3 separate regions of the Mus musculus genome follow, and regions 1 and 3 are each linked to region 2. A link is a contact called in public HiChIP or PLAC-seq data. All regions are on one chromosome and are shown on one strand. Each heading gives the region's core, a stretch centred on a gene start, on an enhancer-like site or on the middle of the called end of the contact. The rest is flanking DNA. Distances are from core to core; before and after follow the strand shown. Region 1 has its middle 19 kb from the start of 1700094M24Rik. Region 2 overlaps Jazf1 (JAZF zinc finger 1). Region 3 has its middle 51 kb from the start of Evx1os.

Region 1 (4,374 bases), core at 192-2,691, 350 kb after region 2:
ATCGACACTTCATTGGACTTTAGGAGGCAGCGCCTGAATATTCCTGGGCTTGCTGTGTAAAGAACTATCTGTCTATGACAAAACCTGGGTATAGAAGAGATTTTTTTTTTTGTTTCCCAAATGGATAACTTCATAATATTTGCAAAATTCATCCTTTAGGAGATGACAGGCACAGACTCCAAACCGTATTTAGAAAGAAGGATAGATGCTTTTGCTCAGGCCTGGAGCACCGGAGCCGTTCCCAGTCTCCCTAAGTCTGGATGCACTGAGTTACGGCTCTTTCTTCCCCAATGGACACAGGGAATGAAGTTGTTTTGATTGCAAAATGGCTGGTGGCACTTTTGAGTTTCCAGGTGGGGGCAGGAAGGTGGGGGCCTGAAGCTGCTCCACCTCTTTTACCCTGGCATCTGCCTCGTTGTCGTCGGGAACTCCATGAGTTTGAATAATGCTTATCAAGAAGAACCCTGGGCCCTTATTACTCCGGTGACTGCATCTTCCCTGCTTAAAGCACTCCCCGATCTCAACCATTTGTGCTACAAATAATTTTAATTGAGCCAAGAAACCCTTGACATTTTAGAAATTACCTTCTATTTATAAGACTTTAAGAAGGAACTTTCCTGTCAGGCCTGACCTCTGTGTGATTTGTCTCTCTCACCATTCTCCCCACTCCAACTCACACACACACACACACACACACACACACACACACACACACACACACACGAGCACATATACACACGTGCATGAGCACACACATGTATTCGCTCTCACATGCACTAGCACACTCATACCTGCACACATGTGTACTCACATGCACTTTCTGTTCAGGTTTCTAAGTTTTGATTGAACTAAATTCATTCGTAATTTAATTTTGTAGTAGCAAATAAAAACCTGGTCGGATATGCCCACAAACCTGGTCGGATATGTCCACAAAATCCCACTCCCACTGTGACACAACGCAACCTTTTTGACTCTCGCCTCAGTCTGCTCATTGGAAGTCTATGCTCAGGATGTGGGAAGTTCTGGGACAAGGATTACATGGCTGCCTTTCGGGGTTGAAACTCACGAGTCTGTGACATCTGCCTCTTGGTGGGGTCCTGGTGGTTTCTGCACAGTGAAAAGACAGAATTTTTTTTTCTTATAAATATCACCTTTTCTACTGGCATAAGGCAGTTGGGTTTGACATGAATAATTAAATGCCGTGCCTTTCTCTTCCCGTTTTTCTATCCATTGTCCCTGATCTTCAAAATAACTCATTCACCAAGTATTTATGGACCGTGTGCTGTGTGCCAGGCCAGATACTATTCGGGTTGCTTGGAATTAGTCTGTGAGATAAAGCATAACAGAAACAAACAGAAACGGCTCTTAGGGCTTGCCTCAAAGGGAAGACAAATAACAAGGCGCAAACAGTGCGCCTGGCACTAAATGCTGCGGTTAAACGTGATGGGCCACAAAGCCAAATTAGGCATGGAAGGGGAGGGGAGAGCACCGGCGTGAAAATCTCTCTCTGGCTGCTGAGATGGGTTTGTGAAAGGGGTGGGGGTGCAAAGTTATGAACAATCATCCAGAGAGAAAGAACAGCAAACTCACATCGCCCCCCTCCCCAGGTGGGAACAGAGAACACTGAACCAAACTGGAGTGAGCGGTGGTAGGAGGAGGGTCTTCGAGGTTAGGGAGGACCAGGAAGGCTCGGGTGGGGACTTGCCTTTCCTCCTGAGTGAGCTGTGGGCTCTGGAAGGTGTGACACACACACACACACACACACACACACACACACACACACACACACACACACAAACACACCCCTCGCGGCTTGGGTGTGACAGTGTGTTGTTAGGTTAGAAGGAGAAAAATAAAAGGCAGCAGAGAGCCTGATGAGGAGGGAGGGTGGGAGGAGGGAGGATGGCGGGGTACGATGTATAGGTGAGGTGTCGCACAGCTGCTGTCCAGGTGAGATGGTGCAAAGCTCTTGGTTTGGGGGATATTAAAAATAATAATGAAAGTGTTATTTAGCCCTTTTTTTAAGATTAGAGAACTCAAAATAACTGACTTTCTAAAGAACCCAGAGCAAGTGCGATCCCAAGTTGAGTTCCAAACCAAACAAAGCTCTTATCGGGTGCAGCACTACAGTACCATGTGGACAATTGTCGTGGACTACCGCCCTGGTATCCACCTTGGAACGTCTGCTCCGAGGCTTGATCATGTTCTCATTAACATAATAAATAAGGAATCAGGGAGAACAAGGGCGCACAAGTCCCCTGGAAGCCCTGACAACTAATGCTACCTGACAAGTAGCAGGTTGGAGCCTAATGAATAGCTGAGAGGAGCAAGGGAGGAGGAGGAGGGATGTGGGCTTCCAGGGAGGAGGGAGCTCATTAGTGGCCCTGTTGCTTAGATGGCTCACAGCATCCTTCGAGCAGACCCCTGCACTGCTGGGTATCTTTTCGGAAATACTCTTATTGTTCTGAGGCCTTTAGGGGTTTGTGTACGTGCATGTGTGTGTGTGTGTACGTGTGTACGTGTGTGTGTGTGTGTGTGTGTGTGTGTTGTGGTATGTTCCAGCTGAGGTAAAAATTCCTATAACATAAATTGGCAATTTTTAAAATGAATCGTCCTATGACATTTAGTACAGTCAAAGTGTTTCTTAAACACCATACCACTAGTTCTCAAACATTTTCATCAACTCAGAAGGAAACCCATATATGTCATGGCCCTCCTCCATTTTCTTCTCTCTCTGTCTCCTGAAAATAACCAAGCTACTCTCTGTCCCTATGGATTGATCTTCTCTGGATATTTTGTACCAATGAAACCACACATGTCACCTTTTCAAGTCTGACCTCTCCTACCTAGCATAATGTTTTCAAGTGTCACTTGTGTTGTAACACATGTCATACTTTGTTTTTTTTTTGGTGCTAGATAATATTCTACTGGCTCTGTTTAGTCATGCTCGATGGGCCTTTTGATCTCTCCAGCTCTTGCTTATCATGAGCAATGCTACCCTAAGCATGCATACGTACCTGTCTCTGTTAAAATTCTTGTTTCCCATTCTTTTCAGTCTTCAGAGCAGTAGGATCCCCGAGGGAAATGTAATTTTATGTTTCACTTCTTTTCGAGAAACTGGCAACCAATTTACCACAGACAATGCATTTATATTCCACCCAGGAATAAAGATCACAATTTCTTCATGTCCTCTAATGCTTGCTCCCTGCCACCACCACCGTCACCCTTGGATTATTTTTTCTTAAGCATCCTCCTTGCTCATGGATGCTCTAGTCGGTATGGAATAACTCATTGCTTTGCTTTGATCTGCATTTAACTAAGGGCTAAGCTCTTGAGCACCTTCCAGTGTCTATTGGCCATTAGTGTTGTCCTCTGAATAAATACATGACAAAGCACCCCCTCTTTGTTCTGCTGCTTTCTGTTGTTATTGCTGTGTCTGGGGTAGCATTTTGCTAGCCTAGGCTGCCCTTGAACTCACGGCGACACTCTAGCCTCAGCCTCTAAGTGAGATGTATGTTACCAAGCCCAGATGCCCACTTTTAAACTGGGTTTTTGTTGAGCTGTAAGAGTCCTTTATAGCTGTCCAGATGTCAGATGTTCATCAGATGTGCGATTTCCAAAATTTTCCCAATATTCTCTTTTCATTTCCTGTATAATGTCCTTGAAAGCCCAGATATTTTAATGCTGATGCACCTCAGCTCACCCATTTTTTGTCTTGTTGTGTCCTCTATAGCCTGTGACTCATAACAGCAGAGGAAATGGTTGCACCACTTACAAAGGCACAGGAGATTTTTGTTATCTTGAACCAACATCTAAGGAGGGCATGGCATTGCCCAAGCTCAGACAGTATAAAGCTATAGACCTTAAATTTTTTTTTTTGCTGTAACTGTCACCATGATAGAAGCCAGAGTGTTAGCAAGAGAGAGCCACAAATCTAAGAAGGAAAAATAAAAATGAGGAAGCAGGGCAGCTGGACAGGCCAGGGCTTTGGCTCCGCATGTGGCTTCTGCCTTGTGGTATGACATGATTGTTGTACCAACCACCAAGGCATCCATGTGCCAACCCTCCAGAAGAGAAAAGAGAAGGGACTGTTGCCTTTCTTCTTTTCCTGTCCCAGAATTTGTGCCCATCACTCCTGCTTGCCTCACAGTGGCCAGGACTTAATCAAATGATGACATCCAAAGGAGACTCAAGAACGAGCTCTTCCCATCCCACGGCTGCGGTGCTCTGTAGCAGCTCTGATGCTTCAGGGCAGAAAGTATATGCCGGGGGACAAAAAGGTCTCATTTCTGCCCCAGAATCCCAGCCTTCTTATTCCCAGAAATGATCTGAGTGCCATTGCTCCAGCCCGAAGGGACAGAGGAACTTCAGCTC
Region 2 (4,378 bases), core at 1,235-3,734:
AATGGAGCCACCTACAGTGGGTAGATGTTCCCATCTCAACATGCTTTAGACAGTCCCCCATGGCCATGCCTCATCTAGATAGTCTGTCACTGAGACCTTCTTCCTAGGTGACTCTAGATTGCATCACATTGACAGTTGAAACTAACCATTCCCTACATAAGAACTGCTCTAATTTTGGTATAGAGAGGGGAGGTGCTCTCCAGGCCCCACCCCATGCTGGGGAGCTATTGGCAGTTGGCCACTGCTCAAGGAGGGAGAATCCTTGTTTAAGGACATTCCATTATTAGGTTTACCATGTTCCAGCATGACTTCACACCCATGCACAGCACTAATTAGACTTACTGTGTACACACACACACAAAGCTGGAAGGAGGACTTGCTGTAGGGGATGTGGCAGGAGCTGGAGGAAGGGGGAGCATGTGATCACGTTTCATTGTATACAAACATGAAATTTTCAAGAATGTAGAAAACTTTAATAAATAACCAAGAAACATATTTTATAAGAAACTATGTACCAGACAATGTGAAGTACATCTTTGGTGCCTTTAAAATAAACACCTTACACACCAGTCATTCTCTGCATCATCTACAGCCATTGACAAGTAGGTGGGAGTTTCCTTTTGAAATGAGAGCTAGTTTGTGTGTATGTATGACTGTGCGTGCATGTGCACGTGTGTATACGTGTATATGCATTTGTACCTGTGAGCACACTCACGTGTATATGCACTTGTGGAGGCCAGAGGTCAGTGTCAGGTGTCTCTGTCTCTGTCTCTCTTAACATTATTCTTGGGACAGGGTCTCTCCCTGAGCTTAAGGGTGACACTTCGGCTGTGCCAGCTGACCAGCAAGCAACTAGGTCTGTCTGCCATCCCCCTACCAAATGGCCCCACACCCAGTTTTCCATGGGGGCTGAGGAACTGAATTCCTGCCATCAGTGATTGAGCAGTAAGTATTTTATCCAGTGAACCATCTCCTCCGCCCCAGAGTTTCTTACTTATCTAGTGGTTTGTGGGCATTTTGAGATGAAGTTTCAGCTCCTTATTGCACCAAGCCTGCCACTGACCAAGCCCTGAGCCCACACTGACATTTTCCATACCCCATGTACTTCAGCCAGGCTGGAAGACAGCCATCCCTGCTGAGCTTTGCTTCTGTTTGTTCTCGCTTGCTACTCTTGGGGTTGTAAACCAGTGTCCCTGTGTGCCTAGGTAGCCTTATGTCCTCTTCCTTCATCCTCCCAAATGATGAGGCCACAGACCATGCCACCATTCCCAGCCATGAAAGAAAATAAATTTTTGTGCAAAACAGCTGAACAAACACATGAATAAATCATGTGATTTCATTACAAAAGTAAGTTTTTGGGATTAGGGACACGGCTTTGTGGGTAAGATTACTTGCTCTGAGAGCACGAGGACCTGAGTTCAAATCCCAGCACCCTTGTAAAAACCCCAGTGTGGCTGCGCATGCCAGCAACCCCAGCAGAGGAGGAAAGGCAGAGGAGGAGCAGCAAACAAGGCAGGTCCAGGTAAAGACCAAGCAAGGCAGGAGCCGAGGAGAGGAAACGCCGGCAGTCACTCTGGTCTCCACGTGAGCACAGGCATGTGCTATTGAACACATGAGCCCTACTGAGCTTGCACCACACACTACACAACACACACAGGAAAAATGGAAAAATGTATTTTTTATTTTTATATTTGTGCCCCAAATAGTCGTCAAAAACACAGCAAATAAAAGGTGTGTTACCTTTAAAAAAATTTAAAGCTATCTCTGAAATCATTTGGACGGCTTGCCTTCCTCTGAAGAAGCAGGGGTATTGCCTAAGACTCGGCCTTAGCCCTCTCCCACCTTTCCATGCTAGCCCTCCATGTTTCCTCCTCTAGGGTGTGACTGCTCACCCCTTGTACACACCCTTGGAGTCTCACTGTCACTTGAGTCTCAGCACTTCCAAACAAAATTCTCCTTAGCAGCAAAAACAGCACAGTGGAGGGGACACCTTGTGCCAGAAAGAGATCTCTGTTTCAGTGGTCTTCACACAGGTCCCGCTGCCAACCGTGCTGTGGGAATTTAAACAGACTGTTAGGAGAGAGCTTGCCAAGTGTGCGCAAAAGGTTTGATCCCCAGCACCACCACGTAAGCTAGGCGTGGTGGCATATTCTACTAACCTCAGATGGGAAGTGGGAGCAGGAGAATGAGAAATTCTGACCATCCTTGTCTACTTATAGATGGTAAGATTGAGATCTGTCTGACAGCATGAAACCCTGTCTCGGGAGCAAAGCACCTAGCACAGAATGTTCTCAAAATCTAGATGTGGGGCTGCAGGGATGGCTTCGTGTTGAGAGTACTTGCCAAGCTAGCACAGGACTTAAGTTCAGTTCCCAGCAGCCAGGCTGGTGACTCAGAACCCCTGTGACTCAGCATCTCCTTGGGCACTCATGAGCTCATGGTAAACTCCAGATCCTCTCTTCTTTCCGTGTTGTGAACATTGATGACTCAGTCTGGCCATGTTTACGATGAGTCAGCTTGCACATTGCAGAGATGGTATAAGAAAAGGGTAGATTTAGACTGCTGCCTTCGGGCTTGACATACCAGGAATGTTCTGAGCTATTCCCCTGCAGCAGGGTCAGTATGAGAAGGCTTTTCCAGCCCAACAAAGGTTTACTGGACTCCTCAGAATTATTTTAGTTAGGGTATTTTGTCTTGTTTCCCCGCCATGACAAGAGTGGGGAAATCGCTCTGAGGCTGACCTTGTCGGGAATACTGAATGATGTCCTCCTTGAAAACTATCCCTGACTTCAGTAGACATTTAGAGGTTGATTGGAGCAAGCAGCTTGCTTTCCTTGGGAAAACAGGATGGAGAGGCTCCAGGTCACCAGCCGTGGCCTGCATGTTGTGTGCCAAGGTACCCAGGAGCTTGTGTCACTCCATGGGAAGTCCTGGGGCTGGCTCATTCCTGCCCTGAACCAGCCATGGGTCTTTAAAGGAGGTGGCATGCTTTTAAATTCTGGCTGCTATCCATTAAAGCTTTAATTAGCACTAATTAGGAATCTGGGGTAATCAGCTTGGCCTGAAATGGAAGCCTGTGTATGCTGGGAAGAAAGGCTTTGCTAAATAAACCAGCAGGATGAACAGTATTATGGGGTGAATGCTTTTCTGGGGAGCAGCTGATGGTAAGGATTAGTGCTTGCCCTGGGCATGCAAATGAGGGCTGCTGGCTACAAACAGCAGAAGAGCTGGAGGCCCCACCACACAACACTTCATTAACAGTTAAGTACAGTGACATTTTTTTAAAGTTTAAATACCCTGCTCTTTTTCTTCCAAATAACCTATAAATTCCCTCATTTATGGAGCTGTGTATGGGGTGAAGGATGTGGGTTAAGGTAGCTGGGAGATCTTGTGAAATACAAACTCATTTCAAAGGATTACTACACAGTGGCTTTGGGACATTTCTTTTTGCTCCTCAGCTTAGAGAACAGCAAAAGTACCAGCACACAATGCAGAGTAGCCTCCCATCTGCGCCGCCGCCGCAGAGCCTCCATTCCTGGAAGGGCTGGATCCAACCTTCCAGCGGAAGGAGGCCTCGGTATAACCGTGCTGCATCCATCTAGCAGTGCCCAGCCTTGGCATCCACCTAGCAGTGTCCAGCCTTAGCATCCACCTAGCAGTGCCCAGCCTTAGCATCCACCTAGCAGTGCCCAGCCTTAGCATCCACCTAGCAGTGCCCAGCCTTGGCATCCACCTAGCAGTGCCCAGCCTTGGCATCCACCTAGCAGTGCCCAGCCTTGGCATCCACCTAGCAGTGCCCAGCCTTGGCATCCACCTAGCAGTGCCCAGCCTTGGCATCCACCTAGCAGTGCCCAGCCTTGGCATCCACCTAGCAGTGCCCAGCCTTGGCATCTACCTAGCAGTGCCCAGCCTTGGCATCCACCTAGCAGTGCTCAGCCTTGGCATCCACCTAGCAGTGCCCAGCCTTGGCATCCACCTAGCAGTGCCCAGCCTTGGCATCCACCTAGCAGTGCCCAGCCTTAGCATCCACCTAGCAGTGCCCAGCCTTAGCAAGCACTGAAAGCCTCCTAGCTACTGTCTGCCCCGTCAGTTGTACTACAAAACTAGATTTTAGAGGCTGTATCAAAACTCTCTTCTCCCTTGACTCATTTTCCCATTTTGTAGTTTTAAAGCACTATGTGAAGACAAGATTAAAAAAAAATCTGTGACTTACCAATAATCACTATAAAAAATGGGAGGAAGTCAGTGAAAAAGACAGCAAATGTCCAGACGCATCACACTAGTGTTTTGTGCGTTTTAAAAACGTATCTTTATTAAAATGCTTAAACTGTCACAATTACCAACTACCTTACACTCTGCACGGCAGCACACATGGGCA
Region 3 (4,682 bases), core at 332-2,831, 460 kb after region 2:
TCAGCCTCTCTGGCTTCTGTCTCCTAATTTCAGAAAAAAAGAATATTTTGGAAAAATTCAAGTAATAGTTCCGCTCCCGTTTTTGGAGGGGTGAAGGTCTTACATAGCCCCAGGCTGACGTGAACCTCACTTTGTAGTTAGGATGACTCTTGATCTTTCTGCCTCCAGACTGTGCCACCACGCAGAGGTTATACAGTGCTGGGAACTGAGCCCAGGGCTTTGTGCATGACAGGCACACTCTCTGCCAGCTGAGTTGCATCCCCAGCCCTACTGTGCCTTCAGCATGTGTGGTTTATTGTTTCATTTCCTGTTAGCTTTCTTTCTTCTATTTGTTTCTTTATATGGCCTCTGTTCTCAAACTTGCAGTCCTCCTGCCTCAGATTCTCCAGTGCTAGACTACAGGTTTGTGCTACCATACCTGGCTACTTGTTTTAGTTTCTTTTATCAGCTTTTATGTTTTTGTTCATCTCGTGAGGACAAGACCACTGTCGTATATCCATCCAGCCATCTCATGGACGTGACACACAAGAAGGAAGTAGAAATAAAGACAAGACTCTGCTTAGCTAAGTCTGTCTCTTTTCTTACCAGAAACAACAACTCTCCCCCTAAAAAAAAAAAAACTATCCATCAGGCAATTGATCACAGCTCATTCAAAGTAATGGTATCAATGGCTACCTCTAATGAGAATAATCTAGAAGGCATCTGTGACCGTGTGTGCCATAAAGTTGGAAGCTTTTTCTTTTTAATTAAAATCAATAGTCACACCCTCATGTTACTGCAGTTATCCAGAAAGAAAAAGCAGCAGGCTGACTTTGGGGGTCACTGGGACAGTCACTTTGTCTCAGGTGGTCTCTGGCAGCCTCCACCGGCATCATCCTGACTCACCAGAGGTACCGAGAACTGACTTGGGAAAACAAGAAAGAGAGACACATTCTCCTGTATCTAAACAGCAAAAGCAGATGCTGAGGCATGGGCAGTAGACAGAGGCCAGCCAGGTCCTCTGTAGGGAATATGGTGGCTTTGCTCTGCGCACCTCCCTCCCCACACAGCCCATGTTCATTAGAGCGGTCACAGTGGAAACACGACCCACCCTGGGGCTTTTGTCCCCTAGCAAAGCCACAGTGAGAAACCCTGAGCCCCAAACTTGATCTGGTGCCTGGTTCTGTCCCAAATGCTCCCAGCCTTTTTAATGAGGCAAGCAGCCAGAGGAGTCTCATTCCCCACAAAAGAAGATCAAGGTCTCAGAAGGCAGGGGAAGTATTAGTTAAAAACCCAGGATCTAAGCAGAGTGGGGAATCCCCATGCCACAGGGACCCGAAGCACCTAAATAATAGTGTGGACATTCCAGAAAGTGTTTAGGTCCAGGGTGAGAGAGGACTGGCTGACCCGATGGCTTCCGTAGCCATCGGCATGAGAAAGATGAATGAGCGCGTGAACAACCAAGCCTGGCTCACTGTAGGACATTTGCTGCAAATATTTTGAAATTCAGATTTTGTCAGGCTGGTGTAACTAGGAAAGCCTCGTTGGAGGAATATGCTAATAAGTCATTAAAGCACACTCACGTCGTGCCATATGGTACGATTGAAACATAAAACAGTGGGCTCTATTCTGTGGCCAGGGTTGGTTGATAAAAGGGAGCCCTGGGGAGAAGATCGTTGCCCCGACCACCGCACTTTATATGCTAACTCTTGTTCCAGGGGCCTGTTGTCTCAAGCAGGCTGGGCAGCCATGTATAAGTGGCACTCCACGGGAGAAGAGTGCCACAGATAACAGGAGTGTAAACTACAAGCTGGCAAAAATATGGTTGCGTGAGGTATGTTTCCGGGTTGGAGTCTTGCTCTTTGAGTTACTAGTAAGTTCTTAGTAATTATATTCTAAGTCCTAGACGTGTGATCTTGTCTTTAAAATAATTAGAGGTAAGATCACCCTGGAAGTGTATGACAGGTAAACAGATGATGGATTGACAGTCTGTGCTCATGGATGCCTTTAATATGCAAGTCAGGCCCAGATCCTCTCTGCATTCAAAAACTAAACTTGGTGCTTTGCGCTTTAATTGCACTGTGGCCTGTGGATCACATTTGAGGAAATATGCAGATACATGCAGAAGCCCTCTAATCACTCCCTGGCTGCAAAAGAACTCCAACCCCACCCCATAGCCTGAATTCAGAGAGGAGAGCCAGCCTCACAGTCTTCAAACCATTGCCTTGGTAACAACTTTCCCCTCAGCCCTGGGCTGTTATGGGGAATATATATTTAGGAAACTCCGGCAGGAATTCTACCTTTTGTTTTTGCTCAAAGAGAAGTCACTTCAAATCCTGAGCATGCAGGCTCATGATTGATAAGACAAATGCCTTCATTACATGTCTCCCCTTTACATTCTGCAAATGTAAATGTCTCGAAAAACCTAAAACCTAAAAAACCTAAAGAGAGAGAGAGAGAGAGAGAAGAAGGAATGATAGACAACAGTCATCTATACAGGAAAGCCAGGGTTAGGTGGGTCCTGCCCACTCTGGCAGGGTGACACCAACCCTTCAACAACCTGAAACCTCAGTGCATTTATCCTGTGCAGCACAGGGCGGGAAGAGTCAGCTAGTCTTGGTTAGCAGGTCTCTGTAGGCACCAGTCTGAGGCTGTGAACATGTGAGAATTTGCAGTTGCTAACTTTAGCACATATGGCCAGTATTCGAACTCCAACCAGAAGAAGGCTTGGCCATTTCTGTAGGTCTGAGGTATTCAGATATACCCATGTCAAACAATACGCTTTCACTCAGGGCTACCTCGACTCCCTACAACATTGTATACTGCTTAAACTGAAAGATAAGCAAGAAACAGGGAGAGGAGGAGAAGAAGGAGAAAGGGGCTTGGTGGGAGAAGGGAGGGAGACTACTGTCCACTCCAGTCTCCAGTACTATATCCAAGGTAAAATGAGAGTACACACCTTTAATCCCAACACTTAAGAAGGAAGACAAAACTAGACCTCTATGAGTTCAAGGCCAGCCTGGTCTCCCAGGCCAGCCATGGCTACCTGGCAAGACTTTGTCTCGAAAAAGAAAAGAAAAAGAAAATCTTGAAAAATCTATGAGGCCAACCAGGCCAAAACCAGGCAGCAGCTTAAGAGAATGAGTTTCACAAAAGATTAAACCTCAGCTCCTTGGGCTTCCCAGAGCTAAGTCCCAAACAAACTGGTAAGAGTAACCGATGATATAGTCTCAACGCTGATTTTCTAATAAGAGGTGAGTTTTCTTTCCTTGGCACGTTCTCTACAGTCTCTAAGCAATGCCTTACCAGCAGCTCATGCTTAATGCCCATCATAAATAATTAACCATCCTATCTCCCAGGACACACCGCTAAAGGAAAAGGTGAGCATTAAAGCAGAGTTTAAACAGTGCTATTTTATTGAAATTACTTTTAATCTCATCTATATTGTTTAGTTTTGTTTTGGTCTGTGTTCTAGCTGAGCTTTTTCCAGACTGCAAATAGAACACATTGCTCAAACAAATCCACACTCCGAACAGTTAGCACCAGATATCCCTGGCTCCAGGCAGGCTCCTCCTCCCAGCACGGCCAGATATATCTGGAGCTAACAGAAGGACAGATTTGCTTCTCAACTTTTATCTCTGTCAGATAGGATCTCTTTTAGACATTTCTGAGATCAAAGAGGTGTGTGTGTGTGGTGTGTTCATTTTAACAAATGCAATACTGTTAGCTGGGGGGTGGGGAGGGATTCAGCCAGGTAGTGGTGGTGTACATCTTAAATCCCAGCACTCAGGAGGCAGAGGCAGGCAGATAACTGTGAGTTCAAGGCCAGCCTGGTCTACAGAGTAAGACTACACATAGAAACCCTTTCTTAAAAAACAAAACAAAAAGGATAATTCAAAAAGTAAAAAATTTTCCCTCTCATAACTTTTTTATTAGATATTTTCTTTATTTACATTTCAAATGCAATCCCCTTTTCTCGTTTCCCCTCCAAAAGCCCCCTATCCCATCCACCCTCTCCCTGCTCACTAACCCACCCACTCCTGCTTTCCTGTCCTGGTATTACCCTACATCAAGCCTTCACAGGACCAAGGGCCTCTCCTCTCCTCTCATTGATGTCCCACAAGGCCATCCTCTGCTACATATGTGGCTGGAGCCATGGGTCCCTCCATGTGTACTCTTTGGTTGGTGGTTTAGTCCCAGGGAGCTCTGGAGATATTGATTAGTTGTTGTTCCTTCTATGGGTTTCCAAACCCCTTCAGCTCCTTGGGTCCTTTCTCAAGCTCCTCCATTGGGGACCCTGTGCTCAGTGCAATGGATGGCTGTGAGCATCCACCTCTGTATTTATCAGGTACTGGCAGAGCCTCTCAGGAAACAGCTCTATCAGGCTCCTGTCAGCAAGCATTTGTTGGCATCCACAATAGTGTCTGGGTTTAGTAACTGTATATGGGATGGATCCCCAGGTAGGACAGTCTCTGGATGGCCATTCCTTCAGTCTCTGCTCCACACTTTGTCTCTGTATCTCCTTCCATGGGTATTTTGATCCCCCTTCTAAGAAGGACCAAAGTACACTTTGATCTACACTTTGATCTTCCTTCTTCTTGAGCTTCATGTGGTGTATGAACTGTATCTTGGGTATTCCAAACTTCTTGGCTAATATCTACTTATTAGTGAGTGCATACCATGTATGTTCTTTTGTGATTGGG

The links. HiChIP or PLAC-seq counts read pairs in DNA pulled down with a chosen protein or histone mark.
Region 1: a FOXA1 HiChIP or PLAC-seq map of pancreatic cancer cells shows a contact between it and region 2. The contact joins two enhancer-like sites. A contact is called at or near these places in 4 of 484 Hi-C or Micro-C datasets (the Ba/F3 cell line, the HPC-7 cell line, embryonic stem cells and 1 more) and 3 of 115 datasets of contacts at active chromatin or transcription factors (embryonic stem cells, large pre-B cells and pancreatic cancer cells).
Region 3: an H3K4me3 HiChIP or PLAC-seq map of embryonic basal ganglia shows a contact between it and region 2, with 4 times the contacts expected there. The contact joins two enhancer-like sites. A contact is called at or near these places in 2 of 115 datasets of contacts at active chromatin or transcription factors (astrocytes and embryonic basal ganglia) and 2 of 9 other capture datasets (embryonic tail and embryonic trunk).

What each region holds. Positions count from the first base shown.
Region 1 is chr6:52,471,203-52,475,576 of GRCm38.p6, reverse strand. No RefSeq gene overlaps it. Among named protein-coding and RNA genes, the nearest start is that of 1700094M24Rik, 19 kb to the left of the region's middle. Within about 2 kb of position 1,441, at least 13 of the 459 cell types and tissues checked have an H3K27ac peak or open chromatin away from gene starts, as enhancers often do. A contact at or near this core is called in pancreatic cancer cells, where this site is marked.
Region 2 is chr6:52,823,812-52,828,189 of GRCm38.p6, reverse strand. The region is part of intron 2 of Jazf1 (JAZF zinc finger 1); the gene reads left to right. Among named protein-coding and RNA genes, the nearest start is that of Gm52904, 27 kb to the right of the region's middle. Within about 2 kb of position 2,484, at least 150 of the 459 cell types and tissues checked have an H3K27ac peak or open chromatin away from gene starts, as enhancers often do. A contact at or near this core is called in embryonic basal ganglia and pancreatic cancer cells, where this site is marked.
Region 3 is chr6:52,363,655-52,368,336 of GRCm38.p6, reverse strand. No RefSeq gene overlaps it. Among named protein-coding and RNA genes, the nearest start is that of Evx1os, 51 kb to the right of the region's middle. RefSeq lists an enhancer at 113-3,173. Within about 2 kb of position 1,581, at least 10 of the 459 cell types and tissues checked have an H3K27ac peak or open chromatin away from gene starts, as enhancers often do. A contact at or near this core is called in embryonic basal ganglia, where this site is marked.